2 separate regions of the Mus musculus genome follow, and region 2 is linked to region 1. Evidence: chromatin contacts called from public HiCAR-type data. All regions are on one chromosome and are shown on one strand. The core of a region is the stretch at or near the end of the contact, and the rest is flanking DNA. Distances in the headings are between cores, read along the strand shown. Region 1 has its middle 33 kb from the start of Arl4c. Region 2 overlaps Agap1 (ArfGAP with GTPase domain, ankyrin repeat and PH domain 1).

Region 1 (3,161 bases), core at 118-2,617:
GAAGGGAGTAGAGGCAGAGAAATATGCATGCACATGGGGGGAGGTGGGGAAGAAGAAGAGGAAGAGGAGGGGGAGCCTCTAGAGGAAGGGCAGCCTGGACTGGAAAGTTGAGGGTTGGGGGCAGGGTATGCCAGATAGAGACTGAGGGATGCTGGGAGAACCTGGAGGCCAGGTCTGTTTTGGTGTGTAAAATATGCACCGCAGTCCCTTGTCTGGGGACATGTTTTAAACACCCTTCCCCAACTATCTCATTTCTGGCTCTCATAAACCATCCATCTCCACAGGAATGCTGCAGTGAAGTGTGTGTATGTATGTGTGTGTGTATATGTGTGTGTGTTGTTACTCCAGCTGTGCATAGGAGAGGGTGGACATTCAGGAGACCAAGAGTCTTCAAACCCCAGGAGCTAATGGCATTGCTGTTTTTCAGTCTTTGGTTAAGAGTTGATAATGAGCTAGTATTTTGTTTCAAGATGTAGTTTTAATTTTTGTGTGTATGTGTGTGTGTGCGTGTATATATGCATGCATATGTGTCTAAGTGACAGATGGTTGTGATCTGCCAAGTGGGAAACACACCTAGGTCCTCTGGGAGAGGAACTTGATTCATCTGAACCACTGTACCATCTCTCCAGCCCCCTTGGCTTAATGTTGTTTTCTTCTTCAAATGGATACAAGGAACGGTCTTTTCTCTTTCCTCCAGCAACTGGGTGAGCTACTTTTTCCTTCTTTTTTGTTTCTCTCTGTCCTCTATATCTCTGTCTGTTTCTGTCTCTCTCTGACTCTGTCTGTGTGTGTGTGTGTGTGTGTGTGTGTCTCTGTCTCTCCTGCGCATCCCTGTGCATCTGGAACTCACTTTGTAGACCAGGTTAGCCTTGAATTCAGAAATCTGCCTACCTCAGCCACTCAAGTGCTAGGATTAAAGGTATGAATCACCATGCCCAGCGTGTGTGTGTGTGTGTGTGTGTGTGTGTGTGTGTACTTTTTATTTCATTATAAAGCACTGAGGCTTATCCCATTGGAGCCAGTTAAGAACTTGACTTCCCTTGGTGCAGGCTCTGTCCCTCCAAAATATGCCCCAAGATCAGCAGATTCAAAGTCCCGTGTGCTTGTATCTTGCTGTGTTTTTTTGATGACTTTAGTTTCCAAAGCAAATACTGCTAAAACCAACTGCACATGGGACACAGGAAAGCAGCCATCACTTCTGTTGGTTCCAGTGACTACTGTGCTGAGTTTAAGCCTTTCTCCCACCTCTCTGCACAAAAACTTTCAAGATTCCTTTTGAACCAGGGCTCATTTGGGTTGTCCACTCTGCTGAGGGGGATTAGTGTGGGGCAGAGCCCCTGGTGAGCTTTTTATGCTCTATTCAAATGACACAAAGCCCCTGGCATTCACTCCTTCCCCCAGAGTCTGAACCCGAAAGTCTTCGTTGAGTGGTCAGCTCTGGGCATTCTCAGTGGGCAGCTGACTCACCGGTGCCTGGAGCTTCAGAGCAGGGGAGGTGGGGCTGCTGTGAACGGCAGAGCTCGGAAAGTGAGAGGTTGACTTCCGGTCTCACAGACCTTATAGAGTAGCTATCACGAGTATATTAGGGTAATATTTTTGATTGATCGCCACTGGATCGTGACTTCATCTTTGCACATTTGCTTATGGGTCCATCATCATCTGGCCAGTTCCACAGGGTACACACCACTTTCGAGACAGCAGAATTTCCCCTAAGTCCCTGGAGGAGTGCTGGTCCCAATAGATTCTTCCAGGGGCAACTGGAGTCTAGGGTCCAGCTGGAAAAGCCCTATCTGCATTCCACCGGGGATTTGCAAAGGCCCCTGAACTCTGCCATAAACAAAGGCCTCTAACTCTGTTGATATGCTAATAGAGCACTTCAAAAACAGCCTGACCACAGGACTCCTAGCCTTCCTCCTCTTTGAATGCAATCCTAATACCAATTAACATCCCAGGAAAACACTGTTTAGCGGCCTCTGCTGAGCTCAAGATTTACGCTTGAATAGCCGCTCGGAAACAGGAGCCCCCAAAGGCAAAATGGGGAAAGTGTGGGACTTTACGTGAAGGAAACCTGCTTGTACCCCATAAGACTAGATTAGGTTGGGAATGAAACCTGCACCTGTGCCTGAAGGACAGGACACTCCCGCCTGGCTCTGTCAGCTTCCCCCGGACTCTGCAGGTGGCATGTCCACACCCTCCTTTCCATGCGGCCTACAGACCGAGCAATGAGCTCTAAATAAAGAGCTCTCATGACAGCTTTCCAAGCAGCAGTGCCCATGGCTAACTAGGGCCTCTTCTCTTGGGTCTGCCTCTGTCTAGCTTTCCTTGCCTCCTTGATTTCAGTTTCCCACATACATGGCTAAAACATGGAACTTACACATGGTGGATCAGGTGCAGTAGACTGCGTATTCTCCAAATGTAATGCCATCTGCAAGCCCTAGTGGAATCTAACTACCCCCAAAGACTGCTTACAGGATAATCAACAACCAGGTGGTAATCCCGGTGGCCCCTGTAGGGGGTCACCCTGCTGAGGCTTGTATGCACATAAGAGAGGCTGAAATCTTTGACAGGGCCTATACGGTGTTCTTTGCCTAGTTTTGTCTGGGTTTCCCTGCAGGGTTCTACATCATTGCTGGGATCCATTCAAGATTCTAGATCAGGAGCACAGAAGGAAGGATTTTAGGACCCTCCTCCTGGGCAGCCCCTTTCTCCAGGTGCAGGGCCAGGCTAGGGTTTGTGGGAGTAACTCAGAGCTATATTGACTTCTGACCTCTACTCAACATCCAGATACAGATGGAGAAACTTATCTGAAACTTACCAGCCTCCAAATCAGGCTGTTGGCATTTCATCTAGGCTCCACCCCACAGTTACCAGGCAACAGCCAGGTGTGCCTGACTAGTTATAAAAGGGGCTGCTTGCCTCCTAGTCACTCTCTCCTCTTCTCTTCTCCTCTTGCTCCCTTACCCTTTTCCCCCTCTCTCCCCATTCCCCTCCCCACCTCTCTCCACGTGCTCATGGTCAGCCTCTAAACTCTATTCTATACTCTACCATTGTGTGGTTGGTGCTTCAGGGATGCTTCAGTATGGGCCCGCAGAGCACCCCCTTCTTCCACACCATACCATGCCTCCACCAAACAGATCCCTGGCTTCTTTCCTTTTTATAAA
Region 2 (3,035 bases), core at 524-3,023, 840 kb after region 1:
CATACCATCTCACCAGGACCTCTGACCTCACACTAGATCCCATCTCAAGGGTTGTGTTAGATTGCCCTTCCTGTGGTAAAATATTCTAAATAAGTAGCAACTTAGGGAAGAAAGATTTCTTTAAGCCTTATACCTAGTTCCAGAACTGTCGGACCATAGGCTACACTGATTCCCGTGTGGGGCAGGCAAATGCATCATGGTGGGGAAAGTGACAGAACAGAGATGTCATCTTCATGCTAGAAGCACAGGGGCTTGGAGGAAAGATGCATCTTTCTAGAGAGCACATCCCAGTGACCCATTTAAACTCTATCCCTTTCAAAGTGTACTGCCTGGGCCTGGAGAGAGGGCTTCACAGTTAAGAGTGTATACTGTTCTTACAGAGGACCTGAGTTCAGTTCCCAGCAGCCATGCTGGACAGCTTACAGCCTTCTGAAACAACAGTGGCCTCTAGGATCCGCTGTCCTCTCCTAGCCTCTCTGGGCACTGCACTCAAGTGCATCCCCCAATTAAAAATAAAAATTTTAAATGTTGAAGTCAAAGCTTGTATTTGCATAACCATGAGTACTACCTAATTCTGGCTTGTTTGTTTGTTTATTTGGTGTCACCTCCAAGTAACTTATACCCCTTAGTGGCCGCTCTCAGATTCTTTTTTTTTTCCTCCCAGCCTTGGCAACATTTAATTTCTGTGGATTTACTTATTCCATATAAATGGAAACATGCAATATTTATTTATTTATTTATTTACATACATCCAATGCTTCCTCATGTCTTAGCATGGGTCAGATTTTCTTCTTAAAGATAGGGTGGAACACGCTCATTGTGTTTTTGTATCTCCTTTTGCTGTGGGTAGGCACTGGATTGCTTCTGCCTTTTGGCTAGTCGTTTCCTCCAGCAGATTTTGAGAGCTCTAGTTTCTCCACACCCTTGCACACTGTTGTGACTCTCTCATTGCAGCTGCTCTGGTTGGTGAGAAGGGTTGTCTTACTGTGGTTTTGATCTGCATTTCCAGTACTAATAGAGTTGAACAGTTTTCCTGTGATTTTCATCTGTTTGTGTATATTCTTAGGAGAAGAGCCTTTTCAGGTTTTTGTCCATGTTTAAATTGGGCTGTGTGTTTCTTGTTGAGCTGTAAGTGTTCCTCATGTATTCCGGGTGGGTATTCATCGATTCTCCGGCTGGGATCACTCATTTTGTGGTTTGTGTTTTTATGTCTTGGGGAGTGTTCTTGGATGCACTAAACTTTTTGATTTTAAGGGAATTTAGTGCAATGGTTTATCTCATGCCAACTTGATAGGGTATAGAAGCACCCTGGAGACCAGCCTCTGGCTATAACTGTCAGGCAATCTTGCTGAGTTTGAGGTGGGATTGTCCTTAGTGCCACTGTGGATGGCATGACTCATTCCCTAGGCTGGGATCATGGACTGTATCTGGAGGAGAACGTGAGCTGAGCAGCCAGCATTCCTCAGTCTGTTTCTGACCTGTGGATGGGAAGTGAGCAGCTGCTTGAGGCTAGCACTGCTCTGACTTCCCCACCCTGACACTTTCTGACACTGTGAGCCAGAAAGACAGTGTTTCTCATTGGCCTGCAACTCACTAAGTTGGCTCTGGGGATCCACCTGTCTCCCCAGCAGTGCGACTACAAATGGGCACCACCACACCCAGCTTTTAATAGGAGTGCACAGTCCTGCAGTTGGCAGCTGTGTGTACAAGTGACAGACACCCTTTATCTCCTACTTCCTGCCTGAGCTGGAGGTCTCTTGTCTCAGGTGCCTTACGTATCCTAGGCAGCCTGTGACTAGCTAGTGTTCGGCCGCTCGCTCAGCAGCTTCTCGGGTGAGGACGTAGGGAGGCTTAAACAACAAACTCAGTGTTTGGAACAAGTGTCTGTGAACTTTAATGAAGGCCCATTAAGGACCATTTTTTGGATTAGAATTCTAATTGACCTAGCATTTAAGGCAGAAGCAAAGGCCTTTGATTTAAAAGCTGCTGATGGATTTGAGCTGAACCCTGTTTGCAGAGGAAGGCTGCTGGCTTCCATTCTGGCTGGAATGTGACTTCTTTCAGCCTCCCAAGTTGGGCTTTTGTCCTATTTTACAAGATGTAGGCTTTTAATTTTAACTTAACTCTCTGGGTCTTCGGTGAATGAGCTTGGGATTTTTATCCAAAGCAAACTAGCTAATACCTCAGCCTTGCCGAAATGAACAAAAATGCTAATCTTCATAAATGTATTTGAGCTTAGAGATTTGGGTAAGTATGCATTAAAACTGTGCCTGTGGAGGATCATCTCAGGTGGCTGTCGTAAAGGGATCAGCGGTTAATGAACTTTTACACCCGTTCACCGTGATTGAAAGCTATTCTCTTGTATTCGTCTGTTACACGAAGTGTAATTGAAACTGTTCCTCTATTTTCTCATGCCCATAATAAGCGAGCTGTGTAGTCAAATCAGAACGTATTATGACTGTAATCAAGTGATTACAGTGTATGGGGATTCTTCTCACTGCTGTGGGTGGTAGCTGGATGGGATGCAGGGCTTCCATTGTTAAGAGTCTGTTTCCTGCAGACTGTCCCCAGAGGGAGGGAGGGAGGGAGGGAGGGGGGGAGGGAGGGAGGGAGGGAGGGAGAGAGAGAGAGAGAGAGAGAGAGAGAGAGAGAGAGAGAGAGAGAGATTCTTGAGTAGTGAAGATGGCACATATCCTTGAATGGGATGTGTTGTAGGATGTGTTTTGTTTTTCTTCCCCTTCAAGTCTGTTGTTACCCTCCTGCTCTTCAAGTCTTCTTCAAGAGCTAGGCCAGTGCAGCCAGTCTTCACCCCGTGGTCCTTAAAGTGCTACTACTCTGTGTGGGCCCCTCCACTGCCCGCCTGTGCAGTGGGCCCTGTGCTTGCTTGCTTGCTTGCTTGCTTACTCTCTGACACCGCTGTAGCTTGCCCTTAGGTCTGTGTTGCTCCCATACCCTCAGCAGTTTTTGTTCTGCGCCTCTTCTATTCATGTCTCTTTATTTACCTCAGCCTCCTGTCACAAGCTTCTCACACCACT

Evidence for each region. HiCAR-type assays count read pairs that join an accessible place to other places.
Region 2: a contact with region 1 is called in a HiCAR-type map of astrocytes, with 5 times the contacts expected there. The contact joins two enhancer-like sites. A contact is called at or near these places in 2 of 115 datasets of contacts at active chromatin or transcription factors (astrocytes and bone marrow-derived dendritic cells).

The regions. Positions count from the first base shown.
Region 1 is chr1:88,667,169-88,670,329 of GRCm38.p6, forward strand. No RefSeq gene overlaps it. Among named protein-coding and RNA genes, the nearest start is that of Arl4c, 33 kb to the right of the region's middle. Within about 2 kb of position 1,368, at least 56 of the 459 cell types and tissues checked have an H3K27ac peak or open chromatin away from gene starts, as enhancers often do. A contact at or near this core is called in astrocytes, where this site is marked.
Region 2 is chr1:89,508,463-89,511,497 of GRCm38.p6, forward strand. All of the region lies in intron 1 of Agap1 (ArfGAP with GTPase domain, ankyrin repeat and PH domain 1), which reads left to right. Among named protein-coding and RNA genes, the nearest start is that of Agap1, 55 kb to the left of the region's middle. Within about 2 kb of position 1,774, at least 42 of the 459 cell types and tissues checked have an H3K27ac peak or open chromatin away from gene starts, as enhancers often do. A contact at or near this core is called in astrocytes, where this site is marked.